2 separate regions of the Sus scrofa genome follow, and region 1 is linked to region 2. The links are chromatin contacts, called in public Hi-C maps. All regions are on one chromosome and are shown on one strand. Each heading gives the region's core, a stretch centred on a gene start, on an enhancer-like site or on the middle of the called end of the contact. The rest is flanking DNA. Distances are from core to core; before and after follow the strand shown.

Region 1 (7,699 bases), core at 2,603-5,102, 36 kb before region 2:
CTGTGGTGCTATGGAGGATCAAAATTACAATCGTCCTTTTTTATCAGCACAAAGGACGCTACTGGCTTCAGACATAAGATACAACCCCCAAATCCATCTTGAGGGTTTGCTTTCTAGAACCACCTGTGGAACCAACTGTCTTAAGTCAGTTCCTCTAGCAGACAGAATCTGAAGCAAAGATGAAAGCTGACTGAGAAGGCAGCAAGAGCGACAAGGGAAATGAGGTGGGCTAGGAGGAGAAGCGGCACAAGGCGGTATGTCCCCGTGCAGGTAACTGCTTCACGACCCCCTGCGAAGAGCCCTGGCAGGTTGCTCGGTAGGTATGTCTGCTCAGCCAGGCAGGACATCTCCAGACCGGCTGTGTTAGGAAATCATGAATCAAACAGTCCATCGGAAGTGGGAAGGAAAGAGAACTGCCCCGCTCCCATCTCCTGTTCCTCATTGGTCAACATGCTCCCCACAGGGAACTAATCCCCTTTGGTGGCTGCTTAGAAGCCACATCCTGCAGGGTTGGCATTTCATCTGATCTGGAAGTAGTGCAAGAGTCAGAGGCTCAAGATGTGTGGGGAGCCAGGCTGGCTGAGCAGCAGCAGCCAAGAAGGACCTGACTAGGCAAGGGATTCTCCATCCCAGGTAGCTGAACTGCACAGATTTGGTCGGTGTGGAGATAGCTATAGAGCCAGGAGAATGGCAAGGTCTAGTCAATGTGATTGGGCTCATAAGATGCATCTGACACATCCACTAATAAGCTATTAATACCCACAGCTGGTGGAACTAGAAATATGATCATCAGATTAGGATTTTGTGTTATTTATCTTTGTGACCCCAGCATCTGGCACTTGAATAATAAGCTACTCTTGGAACCCAGTTTCTCTTCTTCCAGACCTTCCCATTACATGTCTCTGCGGTGCCAGTTGTTATACTGGTAACAATGAATGAACATGACCTTGCTCTCGGAGGCTGAGTAGCTAATCACCATGTGCCCCTGTTCAATGCAAGTTGGCCCTGCTCCACTGTGTGTATATGTGGCCGTGTCACTCTCACTAACCATCTGAGCTTTCAAAACCCATAATCCGTCTGGCCTGGGTTCACTTGAGTGTTATGTAACACAAAATACACTAGGAAATGAAGAACAGGGTTGCTGGTCCATGCATTTAGCGCAACTCTCAAATGCAAACGACTTCTGAACCTAGAGCCCTTCTGCCTCCTCCTTTCAAAGGGACAGCACAGCTTACTTCAGAAGTCTTCTCGCCACCTCTTTGGAAAAGTCGCCAAATCTCACAGCCCTCTCCATCACCACGTCGCTTGGATCCCAGTGCAACCCCATCCCCTGGAGAAAGGAGAACAGATGGCCAGAGTATCAGAGATGAACAACAAAAGTGTTTCCTGCAACTGTCAGGGAGCCCGAGGTGCCCAGGACAGGAAGATGAATCAATAATCCTTTCTGGTCCCTAGGATTTTAATTCAGGTAAAGCAGGATCCAGGCCTCATTTGACAGCGAAATTGTGGTTGTTTGGATTTGACCTGAGTGAGGACATTGGGCATTGATGCCAAGGACGGCGACACTTGCCAGACATTCTTCGATGTTCACCACCTGGTCTGATCACTTGAGCTTTGAGAGCTCAGTTTCCCCCCAAGGGACCGTTAGGCCGTATTCTCATCCTCTGCATACAGATCTGCATCCTGAAATCCTAGTCTCTTGGACTTGAAACCCAGGGAAAGCAAGAAAGGGATGAATTTGAGAGATGAGTCAGAAAAGACGGGAGGAAGGACGTTTGAGATGAGACAGCAGATCACCCTCTGAGGCATGTTTTCTCCTCATCAGGAAAACGGAGGCATTTATGTACTGAGAGGATACGTCTCTCAATACATAATTAGTTCTCTAATTTTTATCAGGTATGCTTGTTTCACTTGAACAATTCAGGTAATTTCCTGATTATGATTATTGATTATTATTATTAGGCCCATGTCTTTTGTTTATCTGGATCTAAGTTATCATTCTCATTATAGAACCTATATTCCTTGGCTTGGGCTGTCTGCAGCAGTGCAGGACTGGTCTAGAATCCAGGTCTCTTCACCCGAGTCCTGGCTCTCAGCTACACTGGAGCAGAGGCCTCTCACCGTACTCCCATGCCCCCGTGAATGGGAAGTTCCAGCACCATTACTTAGCATTACAAGCAACAAGCAACTTGTAGGGTTAAGCAGAAACAGATCAGATCTGTCCTCAGTGGTCTTTGAGGACTGCATTCTCTTTTTTTTTTCGGGACGGCACCTACGGCATATGGAGGTTCCCAGGCTAGGGACTGAATTGGAGCTACAGCTTCTGGCCTACACCACAGCCACGCCAGATCCGAGCTGCAGCTTCAACCTACACCACAGCTCACGGCAATGCCAGACCCTCAACCTCGCTGAGCGAGGCCAGGGGTCGAACCCGTGTCCTCATGGATGCTAGTAGGATTCGTTAACCACTGTGCCATGATGGGAACTCTGTTGACTGCATTCTAAATTTGAGGTTAACTTAGCATTGCTGCTCCAGCCACCTCCCCCTAGCAAAGTGGGTCTGGAGTTTAGAGAGAAAGGATATTACAGCCAGGTTCCTAAGTGTCCACAGGACCGGAAGTCAGAGGAGCACAGCATCTTGGAGTCATAACAGACTTTGGAGAGTGAGGGGTCTGCTCTCCTCTTTTCAGAAAGAGACGCTAAGGTCTGGAATGGCAAGTGGCTAAGCTGGGTCACACAGCTTAGCCAAGTGGCAAACCTGGACTTAGAGCCAGTCCTCAGGTCAGTAGTCTGGTGTGTTTCCCCCTCATCTTGCTCTTTAAAAAAATGAAGAGGAAAAGGGGGCGGGGGAGGAAGGGAGTGGAGGAGGAGGACGAGAAGAAGCAGAAGATGGCTTTAAGGAAAAGGTATGTGAGTGCAGCGTGTGGGAGGGCCTCCACTTCTCCTGGCTTTGAAGCATCTCTCCAGCCCCTCCTAACTTAGTAGCTGTGGCAACACTCAGAACCTGGCTGACCTCCCTGGTTTTAGTGTCACATATCAGCTTTTTTTTTTCTTTTTCTTTTTCTTTTTTCTTTTTGCTTTTTAGGGCCGCACCATGGAAGTTCCCAGGCTAGGGATCTAATTGGCACTGCAGCTGCCAGCCTATGCAGTCACAGCCACAACTATATGGTATCCAGGCCTCATATATGATGAGACCTACACCACAACTCACAGCCACACAGGATCCTTTAACCCACTGATGAGGCTAGGGATCGAACCTGCATTCTCATGGTTATTAGTCAAGTTCCTTACCACTGAGTTACAACAGGAACTCCTGAGCTTGGTTTTGAAGGGACTTTATAAATCGTGTCTAATGTCAGAGGGTATATGGCTGTGTCCCCTGGTTAGTTTGGGGACATTTGTAATGTAGGATAAAAAAAAAAAAAAACAACGATTTATTGCGCCTTCATGTGAACAGTGCTGCCTGAGCCATCCATCAGTCCCAGGTAGCGGGGGCAGGTGACTGCGCCCAGCCTTCTTCAAGGAATGCTGTCTTAAGACATGCCCTGCTCTAGCTAAGGGTCACTACTTGGGTGGCTTTACTTCTGTGTTTCCCACAGGTGCAACCCCCCGCAGTGCCACGACTCCCCCCTCCCCCGCCCCGGGGAAACTCGGTCTTAAGTCCCGGCGACAAACGCTCCAGCCCCGCAGGGCTCCCAGGACAAGACAACGATCGGATTTCGCGCGGCCGCCCGGCTCCCCTGCTCCCCTCCCCTCCCGCCCAGAAACCCCCGGAGCCAATCAGAGCGTCGCGGAGCTCTGGGTTGTAGAGTCCCGCGCCCGGGACCCGCCCCTCTTTGTTGCGGCGGCCAATGGACGCATTCGGAACATCGGCGGCTGCCCGGGTGACTCGGTTATATGTCACAGAATAACATTCGAGAATGGGACATGGAATGAGGCGACGGCCACAGCAGCCCCTAGCAGCCCCAGGCCCAGGCCCAGCCGCCGCCGCAGCAGCAGCCGCAGCAGCAGCCCTCGCCGCCCCCGCCGCACAGAGAGGCTCCGCAGCCATGAGGCCGGCCGTCCCAAGGTAGGGTCCCAGAGCTGCGGCGCGCTCTTCCCGCGCCCCGCCTGCAGCCAGTCAGTCCCGGTGTCTGGCGCTGGAACTCGGGGAAGGGGGCGGGTGGAGCTACTGCCACTGGAGCCTGTGGACCGGGGCCGCCCCTCGCCCTCCCGGCTTCCCGGAGAGCTTCCTGGAAGAAATGCGGCAGCCTTTGCCAGCCGCTGCGCCCTCGCGGCCGCCCCGGGCGCTCACGTGCCGGCACGTTCTCGGTTCTGCTCGGCTCCCGGCCACATCTGGCGACGAAGGAAGGCATGGAGCCTTGCGGGAACCGCCTGTTCCTTCCGGCAGCACGAGCTGTCCTTCTCCTCCTTACCTCGTCCACTCCGCAGCCTCCACGCTCCTTGTAGTTACCTCCCGCGGGTTGAGGTGGGTGTGAAGCTTTGTGGCAAAATTCAAGTCGCCTTTCTAGGTAATTGCAGGGCCGGAAGCTCTCTGTGCAATTCCCCGGCGGGGAGGTCTGTCCGCGCGCAAGGGAGCGGGCGGCGAAGTGGGAACCCTTCGAAGCCCCATCGCCTTGGCCACGGCTCCCGCCGCGGTTCGTCCGGGTGTCCACTTCTCCGTGGTGTATGCTGTGTCTCACTGATTTCAGGCACTGCCCGTAAGCGGAACTCCAGCCGCCGCTCCCCCTTGGCTCGTCCTGCCGCAGCGGGAAGCATGGAGAAGGCCGCCCTCTCGGGGCGCTGACCCCGCACCGCGTCCGCGCGCACACGCCCCCCGCCGCCGCCGCGCTCCCCGCAAGCCGCCCTCCCCACCCTGACCCCACCATGACCGGCTCGGCGGCCGACACTCACCGCTGCCCCCACCCCAAAGGCGCCAAAGGCACCCGGTCCCGGAGCAGCCACGCGCGGCCCGTAAGCCTCGCCACCAGCGGGGGCTCAGAGGAGGAGGACAAAGACGGTGGGGTGCTGTTTCACGTTAACAAGAGCGGCTTCCCCATCGACAGCCACACCTGGGAGCGCATGTGGATGCACGTGGCCAAGGTGCACCCCAAGGGAGGCGAAATGGTGGGCGCCATCAGGAACGCCACCTTCTTGGCAAAGGTTAGTGGCTTCGAAGGAAGGGGGGTGGGGTGGACGGTGATGGGATCATTTCAGCCCGTGCTAGCAAATAAAGCCAATTTCCGTTTTCCTGGTCCTGCTACAAACTGCCTTCCCCTCCCCATTCTTCCCGCCAGCCCCCAGTCCTTTGCTTAATTGAGACATTTGTCTTGGACGCCTTAGAAATGAGGGCGCCAGAGGAAGGGGGTTTGCTGTCCTGGGACTGTGTGGTCGGCTTGTGCCAAGGTTTCTTTGAATCTGGAGCCAAATTCGATTATTTCCTCTTCTCCGTGTACATCCTCCTTCTGCAAAAACTGTAGTCACCAGACAGCACCAGGGATGCCAGGAATGCTTAGGCCCCCTAGGGATCCCACCCTGCTTTTTCTCTCGGAGTCTCTTGGTCCTCCCCTGACTGCCCCCCCCCCGAATGATTTATTAGGCTGTGAATGAATTTGCAGCCAGTCAGATTTCTCAGCATGAATCATTCCTAGACTTTTTGCCAATTTTTTTTTTATGACAGTGACTTTCACCTCTGAAACTTACAAAACAGTCAACTCTTTCCCCAGCTTCTCTGGGCTGAGAAAGAAAAGAAGAGCTTGACGATGGCTTAAAAGGGACTTTCCAGTACATATGATGAATGAGTCTCACTGGATAGAGAGAGAGGCTCAGGAGCGAAACTCTTTCTACCTTGGAGAGAAGCCAGTGAGCCAATTGGGTTTGGTGGCCAAGGATAATGTTAGTAAAATAGAGATGTGCAGTGGTCACTTTATGAGACATCAGAATGCAAACTGGAAGAGAAATGCTGCAGAGCCTGGGGGTTATAGCATGGCAGATGGCTTCCCCTGCACCCTGGGGACACTGGTATGGCTGAGAAGATTCCTGGGCAGGTCGAGGAATGCCAGACCTGAGACCTGGAAGGCCATCTGGTCCAGTCCCCAACCTGGTGACCTGAGCATCTGAGCCCTGCAGGCTGGAAAGCTGTGTGTGCCCTTGGGGGAAGTGACAGAGCCTATCAGCTTCCTGCTGCAGTTGGTTACCGTGTTTTAGTACCCTGCTGGTCAAGGGGCTCTTCATTATGCCCAACTAGAATCTTGCCCACTTCAGTGTCAGCCGTAATGATCCTGGCAGAGTCCTCCTTGAGGACTCAGAGCCTGAGAACAACCCGAGGATTGGCCTGCAGTTCTGACTTCAGCATTTGTCCTTATTTAGGTGAGCCTTTCTCATTCGGCGCCCTCAGCACCCACCCTGCTGCTAATTGGGCCTTCCTCCTTCTCCCAACCTTGTGGGTGGGGGACCCCCTTTCTCTATGGGAATCAGGGAACATCTGTGTTGGTGGAAACCAATCTCGTACCTCTCAGCACAATCCCTTCCTCTTCTGAAGACCTTCAAGGAATGGGGAGCTCGCTGCTTCACAGGGCAGCTGGCCAGATGTGGTTACAGGGAACTCTTTTCTTAGACTGAACAGAACTCCTCCTCCTCTCCCCCGCGTCATGGGTCACCTCCTATCCTTGTGTTCAAGAACCAAAGGGCAGCACACATCGACTTCCCATGCTACTCACAGCTCCCTCGATTGTTATGAGACGGTTCTCTTCGAGTAAGGAAGGGGCCTGGGGTAAAAATCAAGGGACTGAATTCTGGTCCTGGCCATGCTTCGTCTAGCTTTGTGGCCTAGGTCACTTGCTTAAAATCTCCAGCCTTAGTTTTCTCATCCATAAAATGGGAGTAGATCAGATTTCATGTAAAATTCTTCCCAACCCTCAAACCCCTTGGTGTTATGACCTGTGAGTCTCTAGGTTTTTAATGATCTGTGTGACACCAGAGGTGCACTGACTACGAGGCCTCAGAACTGTGACGTGTCATCATTCTGCATCTTTCTTTAACTGTTTTTATCTGCAGGTAGTTCTTTCACCTTTTCTTATGTGTCATAGTTCCGAGATCAACTCACTTTCCTCATCCTCTTTCTAGGACAATTGCTAGTTGTTATCAGTCAGTCCCGGAAAGCAAACACAGACGAAACACAGTATTCTAAGTATTATCTGAGCAGCTTAGAACATAAAGTACTACTTCCTGATCCTTCCGTTATTGTGGCTGAATTCTGGGTTCTTAAAGGAAGAGCATTCCTTATATATATGTGGCAACCACATATTTATGTATTACATACATAAAATACAGCAGCCATGTATATATATATATAGAGAGAGAGAGACAGAGAGAGAGAGAGAAGCCATGTCACAGTGTACTTTCATAGTAACCCAAAGGTCCCACGAGAGCTCCTGCCAAGCCAGGACAACCCCACCTGAGCGTGGGCAGCATCAGCCTTCCGAACCTCAATGAAGAGTTCACATCTCTCTCTCTTACAGCTGCATCACCATACTTGGTTCTCCATCCTAAGCCCCATCCCAGCATCCCCTCTCTCCCTGCTCCTCACATTCCCCAAACCCTGACCAATACGCAGGCCCTGGGATGGGAACAGCTTTGATTGATTGATTGATTGATTGATTTTTTTTGTCTTTTTGCCTTTTCTTGAGCTGCTCCCTTGGCATATGGAGATTCCCAGGCT
Region 2 (7,490 bases), core at 3,749-6,248:
AGGTGCCGCTCAGGCCCTCTGACCCATCCTGCCCAGTGACAGCTTGGGGTCGGGGCTGGGGGTGTTGGGACGCAAGGAGAGGAGATGCCCCAGACACAGCCCTTAGCCAGAGGGACAGAAAGGGGGCTGGATGGTTTAGGGGGGCCCCCGTAGGCTTTCCTGCCACTTCCTGCCTCTTTCCTGAGGCCCAGCCTCACACAGATACACACCAGCTTGGCTGTTCAGGCCCCCTTCTGTCCTCAGCATGCTGCCATCCTTTTCTGCTTCTGACACTTCTTGTGGCTTCACAGGCACCAACATCCAATCCGGCTGAGCTCTTTGTGCCTTGGAGTGTGTGAAAGACTCCATGCCTTCACTCTCCCTGAACTATCAAGAAGCAGTTAGCAAACACTAGCAGTCTGTGCTGAATACAGGAGCTTGCCCCACGGCACAGCTTCTCTGTGGAACCGTCACCCTCTGCACAGCTCCGCAGCAGCTGACTCCGGGGATGCAGGCCTGAGGGTGGGGCTGCGGGTAGACTTGGGACCAGGGCTCCAGGCGGTCACCCTAGTTCACCCTGGATGTGTCACCCTGGATGTGCTGACGTGACAACAGATGAGGCTGGGAGCATCCCTTTGCGTGCAGAGAGAAGTGGCCCCCCTTCCTTCCACAAAGTGCATCAAAGGAAACCCCAAGTCCCTACCCCGCCTTCCCTAAAACGGAAGGTAGCCAAGAGCCCTTCAGAAGGAGACTCCTTTGATTTCTTGTCCTTGTTTGGACTGGGGAGGGATTTGGAGAAATATATTGTTCAGTTTAAAATAATAACCCCGGAGCTGATGTGAGGTTCTGGGCAAGTGCAGACCCGGCTGAATCATCATCCTGGTGCTTGTGTTTCTTAAAAATAACCCCCCTTGCAATAGTCTAATTATAGCCAGGGCAGCACTTGGGAGAGGCCCCTCCACATGCAAAAGCTCCCCCAGCTGCAGCCCTGACATGAGCTGGCAAGCACCGAACAGTATTTCTGGCTGGGCCCACAGGCAGGTGGCATGCTGTGATAACCCACTTCTGCCCTTTGCCAGGCCAGGAAACTGCAGCTGGTGTTGCTGTGGAAGAAGAAGGTTTCACCTTCTAGGCAGTTCACTGGGAATTACAGTTTAACTCATTTTCTGCCAGGATTTTTTCTCCCCTGGGTTTTGGGTCCCTCAGGGTAGGTGGGAGGGGTGAGGACAGATAGGGAAGGAGACAACCTAGTCGTCCCTCTCCCTTGGAAGCCCCCAAGCTGTCTGATGTTGCAGACCTACATTCAGCTGGACAAGTAGGCAGGTTCCCCTGAGTGGCTTTTTGAGATAAGGTAAAGCCTCTCCTATAAAGAAAAAAAAAAAAAAAAAAAACTTCCCACTTGTTCATTCTTAGAATGTTGTCATGGTGGCTTGAATTCCTGGCTTAGAACTTTTGCTTTTGTTCAGTAAAAATAATCCATGATAAAAAAAGGGAACATGATGAAGCCCTATTAGCCATTTACATGTTAGTAAGAACTAAAGTTTATTGAGTGGTATGGGATATTCAGCACTGGATTCAAAGACGAATTATTTGATCCCTGCTCTCAAGTTGTTTGCAGTCTCTGAGGCTGGCATGAGTAGGAACCCATGGGGTTAACAGATGCACAAAAGGAAATACCAGAGCTACGGATGGAGCGAGGAAAAGCGTGTTGTAAGGGAGGTCAGAAATACTTTATGGGAAGTTCCCGTCGTGGCGCAGTGGTTAACGAATCCAACTAGGAACCATGAGGTTGCGGGTTCGGTCCCTGACCTTGCTCAGTGGGTTAACAATCCGGCGTTGCCGTGAGCTGTGGTGTAGGTTGCAGACGCGGCTCGGATCCTGCGTTGCTGTGGCTCTGGCGTAGGCTGGTGGCTACAGCTCCGATTCTACCCCTAGCCTGGGAACCTCCATATGCCGCGGGAGCGGCCCAAGATAGCAAAAAAAAAAAAAAAAAAAAAAAAAAGAAATACTTTATGGGAGAAGTGGCATCCGGGTTGGACCTTGACGAGGTGACAAGACATGGGGGAGGTGTTCCATGAGCCACGGTGCAGAGGCAGGAGTGGCCTGGTGTCATCCTCAGATGCCTGGGAAGATGCTTTGTGCGGGAAGCAGGAGGACGGGGGGCAGTCAAGGGCATGGCTCTAAATTCTGGGGAAGAACTCTGTTTTCCACTACTTGCTAATCACGTGACTTGGCTTTGAGCAAGTTACCTAACTTTCAGTGCCTCCTCTTCTTCCTCTGCAAAGTGGATAGTAACATTATCACCCCCATAAAGTTTAGTGAGAATTAATTCATCCACATAAACTGCTTAGAATAATGGTTGGCACAGAGTCAGTGCCTCATAAGAAAAAGCTATTTATAACGGTGATTTCTCAGCACCTGGAAGGCATGGGGAACTGATAGAAAGGATGAGGAAAGTTTTAGAAAAAGGAGGCCAAAGAGCTCCAAATTCAAGTGCACTAGGAGTTCCCTGATGGCTCTGCAGCCTAAGGATCTGGCATGGGCTCTGCTGTGGCTCAGGTCACACCTGTGGTCCAAGTTCAATCCCTGGCCCTGGAACTTCCACATGCCTCAGGTGTGGCCAAAAAAATAATAATAATAATGAAATGCATCTATTTTATTTTTTTCATCTTTTTGTCTTTTGTAGGGGTGCCCCTGTGGCACATGAAGGTTCCCAGGCTGGGGGTCTAATCGGAGCTGTAGCCGCCAGCCTACACCACAGCCACAGCAACACGGGATCCAAGCCGTGTCTGCGACCTACACCACAGCTCATGGCAACGCCGGATCCTTAACCCACTGAGCAAGGCCAGGGATCCAACCCGCAACCTCATGGTTCCTAGTCGGATTCGTTAACCACTGAGCCACGACAGGAACTCCTAAAGTGCATCTATCTTCAAGGCTGCCAAATAGCAGAGTGTGGGAAAAGAAAAGGGAGACGTTTTAGAAACTACCAAACACAGAAACTACCAAAAATGTGGAAATTCAGTTCCTCAGGGCTGAGAGGCTCCAAAGTGAGGAAGCCAGGAGAGTGGCCAAAACCCGGCTTCCGAGGCGATGGCGTGCCTGTGGCTCATGCCTACGGCTCATCACGGCAGTGACCCCAGGGAGCTACCATAGGGCTGAGTGGTCGGCGTTTGTTTTTTCTCTGTGGCCTGTTCTGTCACTGACTTCCCAGCAGGTGCTGGTGGTCGTGGGACTGAGAGAAAACAGGCCATTACAGATTTCTCCCAGCAGCCAAGAGACAATGTGACACGAGCTCTCAGGAAGCCAAGGTTTCTAGAATTTGGCTCAGATGGTTAGTGTGCTCATAGTAGACCTTTTTCAGACCTTTGCAAGGCTACTTTAGGTCTTAGAAGTTAGAGGCTAACCAAATTCAGGCTTGGACTGAACAAACTTTGAGCAACCGGTCAATTTTTTTGAACTCTACCTTGAAAGCCTGTTCAAAATGTCCCTTAAAAACCTAGAAAGGTGGACTGAAGAACAAGAGGTAGAGCTGGGAGCTAAGGCTGGGGAGACGGGGTGGGGACAAACGCCAGAGGGGAGAGGCTCTGACAATACTCAATAACCGTTCTCATCCCACCCCCTGCCCCGCACCACCCCTCTGTCTGTCACCCCTAGGCCGGCACTGCCTGAAAAGAAGGTGGCTGATCTCAGCACTCTGAATGAAGTGGGCTATCAGATCCGAATTTAGTCCAGCCATACAGCCAGCAACAGGGCTTCTCTGGTGCTTCCCTCTGCACTTTACCCAGCATCTTCAGGAGGAACTGCAACTATTTATTAAGAACTTGTGGCTTTTATTTTTAAGCATTCACTTGGAAATAGACTCTGAGTGGGTGGTAACAATTTAAAAAAATTCACGAAGGGACAACCACGCAAAGGCTAAGTAATAAACCCCACTGGGGCTGGACTGTCTCCCTCACTCCAGATAGGAGGGATAAGACCATAACTGTAGTTTTTTATTTTCCCACTTACCTGCTTTGTTTTACTTGCTTTGAACATTATGCCTCACTAGTAGTAAATGTTCGTGAAACCCTCCCTCCCACTTTTGATAGAGTTAAGGTAACTCAGTATTAATGTCTTTTTCAGCAATAACAGAGGCAAAGGTTGGTGGGTTTTTTTTTTAAGCAGTCAATATTACCTCAGCATCTTGACATCAGATATGCAAACTTAATGGTGTTTTTGTTTTTTTATATCCCCTTTGTATTGTTGCCCCAGTATTTCCCCTGGGGATCTCCACGAGGTTTGGATTTTTTTTTCCCCCTGGTGCACATGTGCGATGAGATTTAAGGTATTACATGTACGTGTTTTACTAAAAAGCACTGATATTCTTTTGGCAATACGGGAAACCATTTTCAGGATCTTGGAGTTACTTGTTAATCTTTCTTAAAGCATCCACAGACAGCAGTTTTTGTTCATTCAAAACAAAACAAAAAAAGCACGTTCAGGAGCTAGTCTACAGTCTGTCACTAACATTTAAACTTTGCAGACTCCAGCAAAAAGCACAAAAGGCCATGCACTGTGCCCCTAATTGAGCGGTACTGTGATTACCTGACAATAACACGCTCAGAAAGGCAGAGGCCAGGAGTGAATCAGTAGGTCATGAGAACCAGGTGAACTTTCTGTTGACATTTCACCTGATTTTTAAACTCTGAGTCAGGCCTCGATTCTGCAGGACTCACTGCTGTTGGAGATGGGCTCTGATGTCTTATATTAAGACCAAACACGGCACGACGTCGTTATCTTCCAGTACCTTGCTTTTAGGTACTGCTTCATGACATTTAGGGACTGGTATCAGAAAATGTGAAGACGTCGAAAAGCAGAACCTTATTTTTAAATGGAAAAGTCTTCAGGTACAGTGTTATACCTTCTAGGGTGATGGAGTCCACGAAGCCTGGTAGGAATATCTGGCCTGCACGGGGTAGTGCCAGTGTAACTTCTGGCTGCAGAGCACACAGAAGCGCCAGTGGCCTTCAGAGTCTGTATGTTGTCAGCTTCTGAGTCACTTGTTTGATGTGAGTAGCCATGTCAACTCATGGATCAGAAGGCCTATTTAAGTGGAGTCTGCTGGTCAACAAAAGCGCTATTTCAGTCTCAGTGCTGCCCCTCTGGCTTTCTTCAACTGAAGGTAACTTGGGAAGGGAGTTAAAAAAAGTAAGAATCTGCTCATTGAGATTCTTTATCTCTGAGGGTGACATGAAAAGCCAAATGACCTCATCCTTCAGCCATGGGCACCTGAGTTCACTTTACCCTCAACAGTATTAAGTTTTCTTGAAAAAGGCGCTCCAACGTCCTTTACATGAAAAAGGACCAAGCAAGCGTACGTCTCCATCAGGCCAAAATACGCAGATGCTAAAAAGCTGGAACGTCATCACTTTCTTGGAGAAGAGTGTTACCAGAGTTTAAGATGAGTTGTCTTTGGGTCTCATGGCCGCATATATGTAGATGTTTGGAGTCATCAGTGAATCACTTTATTCTCATTCTACAGCATACCGTCTTAGCCCTCTGTCCAGATGAAATATGAGAGAGCCATCTATACAGATAGACCTTTATCAATATGAAAATTTATTACAGCCAATAAGTAGACTACTTATCAACACTGCAATCGTTCTAAGAGCTCAGAATAGGATTTTCCAAGGATTAGGTACCGTCCGATCCAAAAATAGAGACTGCAGTCTCTTGTTCCCCTTGGAAAGGGGGAAGAATAGGAATACAAGCTGTTTCTAACACGCTGATGTCGAAGCTGTCAAAATTCCAACTGGCTGGATGATTCAATTAGCAACCTGATTTTTTCTTCCACACTCACTTCCTGATTTGAAGATTCACTTCCCCAAAGCAAGAGTTAGTCAGAGAAACCAAAAACTTAGTTGAAAATGTTCTTAGTTGTTATTCTGGTTTTATTGCTTACGGAAATGTTAATTTCTAAAAGATATGAAAAGGTACCAAACTCCTAAATTGTAATGAAGTAGTCGATAATAAGGCCAGAAAAATAACCCGTAACATGATTTTACCCCTTAGAATTGATTTTAAAACGGGCTATAATTCAAATGATAAAAAAACTATGAAATGATTTAACATCTTATTTTAAAGTTATTCATGCAAGAGAAATTTTATGCTTAAGGCATTATGGCAATACATGCAAAGTTTAAATGAATGACAGAAATTCTGATTCTAGACTACATGTGCTGTTTCGAGTACACTTTATTTCAGAAAGTGATATTTAGTATTTTCTATACTCTCTGAGGTCATGAGCATTTCACTTTTTCTAAGTCAGTTATTTCATAAGGATTTTATTAATAGATATTGGTAAATAGAACTTTGGAAATCTTAATTCAGTATTCTTACTATACCCAAGGCTTTTTGTAAGCTATAGTTTTATGTACAACCTTGTACAGTTTTTTTGACATACAATTCAGAATCTTGTTTATTACTCTCTTGGACTTTGTTCTGGCCAATACATTTTTTTAAACTCTTCTAAGAAAAATTGTGATTGTTTTAGTGGGTATTTTTCTAAGTAAATGAAAACTTGTATAATGGTATTTTAGAGAATGCCAGATAAGTGCATGTTTCAAGTTAATGGTTTTCTCATCACTTGTATGTTTATACACAGCATGGGACTTTAATAAAACCATCCTGGAAACTCAAGGATTGTTTTTCTTGCAATTTTTTTTTTCCTGTCCTCTTGTCATATACTTGTCCCAGTGAATTAATTTTCACTTTTCTCACCCTTGTCTTTTTCCACAATTTTCAGACTCTGTTAAACATCACTCTATTTTGATGTATCTTAATTCACTTATATTTTGGCATCACCCTCAGTAATAAAGGCTGAAAAGGGTAATGCGATCGTTTGGAAGAGGCAACAGGCCAGCCATACAGCTTAGGATCCTTCCCACAAAGCTCCAGGCACAGATGTGCTCATACAGTAATTTATTAGGTAACTTATAGGGACAGAGTGTATCTGACTGGACGTCTGTTTCTCCAACCCCTTGAACTCTCTGGATCTCTTAGTTTTTTAGGACAGCAGCAGAGGATTAAAGGCAGACAGCTGCTAAATTCAAAAAAAGATAAGATTTCAAACACGCATACCGACATCAAAAGCTATGGTAAAACAAAAATATAATGACTCCACAGTATCCCTTTCCATTTAAAACTTGGAGAGCAGAGCTCTTGAGACTGGGAGATTTGGTTTCAGCAAGTAACCAAATTTAATTGCTTCTGGCAGGTGAATACGAGGCTCCAACAGAGTTACCAACTCTTCTGACCAAAAAAGTAAAGGCAAGGGGACAGATAATTTTAGCGGAGCTTTAAAAACCTGTGACGATTACACCGACCCTTTGGCCTTCGGTACACAAAATAATACTTCATTCTATAAGCTAAAGTAGAAAGCAATTTTATGGAGTAACCCTATTGAAGTGAAGCACATGAAAAGGGCCTGATATCACAATATATTAATTAGGATACAAAAAAATTAAGTT

The links. A called contact is a pair of places that touch in the nucleus more often than the background predicts.
Region 1: a contact with region 2 is called in a Hi-C map of fetal liver, with 1.9 times the contacts expected there. The contact joins the promoter of VASH2 here to the enhancer-like site in region 2. A contact is called at or near these places in 2 of 5 promoter capture datasets (fetal liver and liver), 28 of 47 Hi-C or Micro-C datasets (adipose tissue, alveolar macrophages, blood and 16 more) and 2 of 2 datasets of contacts at active chromatin or transcription factors (alveolar macrophages and skeletal muscle).

The regions. Positions count from the first base shown.
Region 1 is chr9:130,507,460-130,515,158 of Sscrofa11.1, reverse strand. VASH2 (vasohibin-2) reads left to right here and starts at 3,852. Exons shown (of 8, transcript XM_003357589.4): 1 at 3,852-4,069; 2 at 4,692-5,142. The coding sequence starts at 4,867.
Region 2 is chr9:130,473,024-130,480,513 of Sscrofa11.1, reverse strand. It overlaps ANGEL2 (protein angel homolog 2), which reads right to left. Exons shown (of 9, transcript XM_013979952.2): 9 at 4,131-7,490. It overlaps VASH2 (vasohibin-2), which reads left to right. Exons shown (of 8, transcript XM_003357589.4): 8 at 3,637-6,660. The coding sequence ends at 3,709. Among named protein-coding and RNA genes, the nearest start is that of ANGEL2, 23 kb to the right of the region's middle. Within about 2 kb of position 4,998, at least 6 of the 83 cell types and tissues checked have an H3K27ac peak or open chromatin away from gene starts, as enhancers often do. A contact at or near this core is called in fetal liver and retroperitoneal adipose tissue, where this site is marked.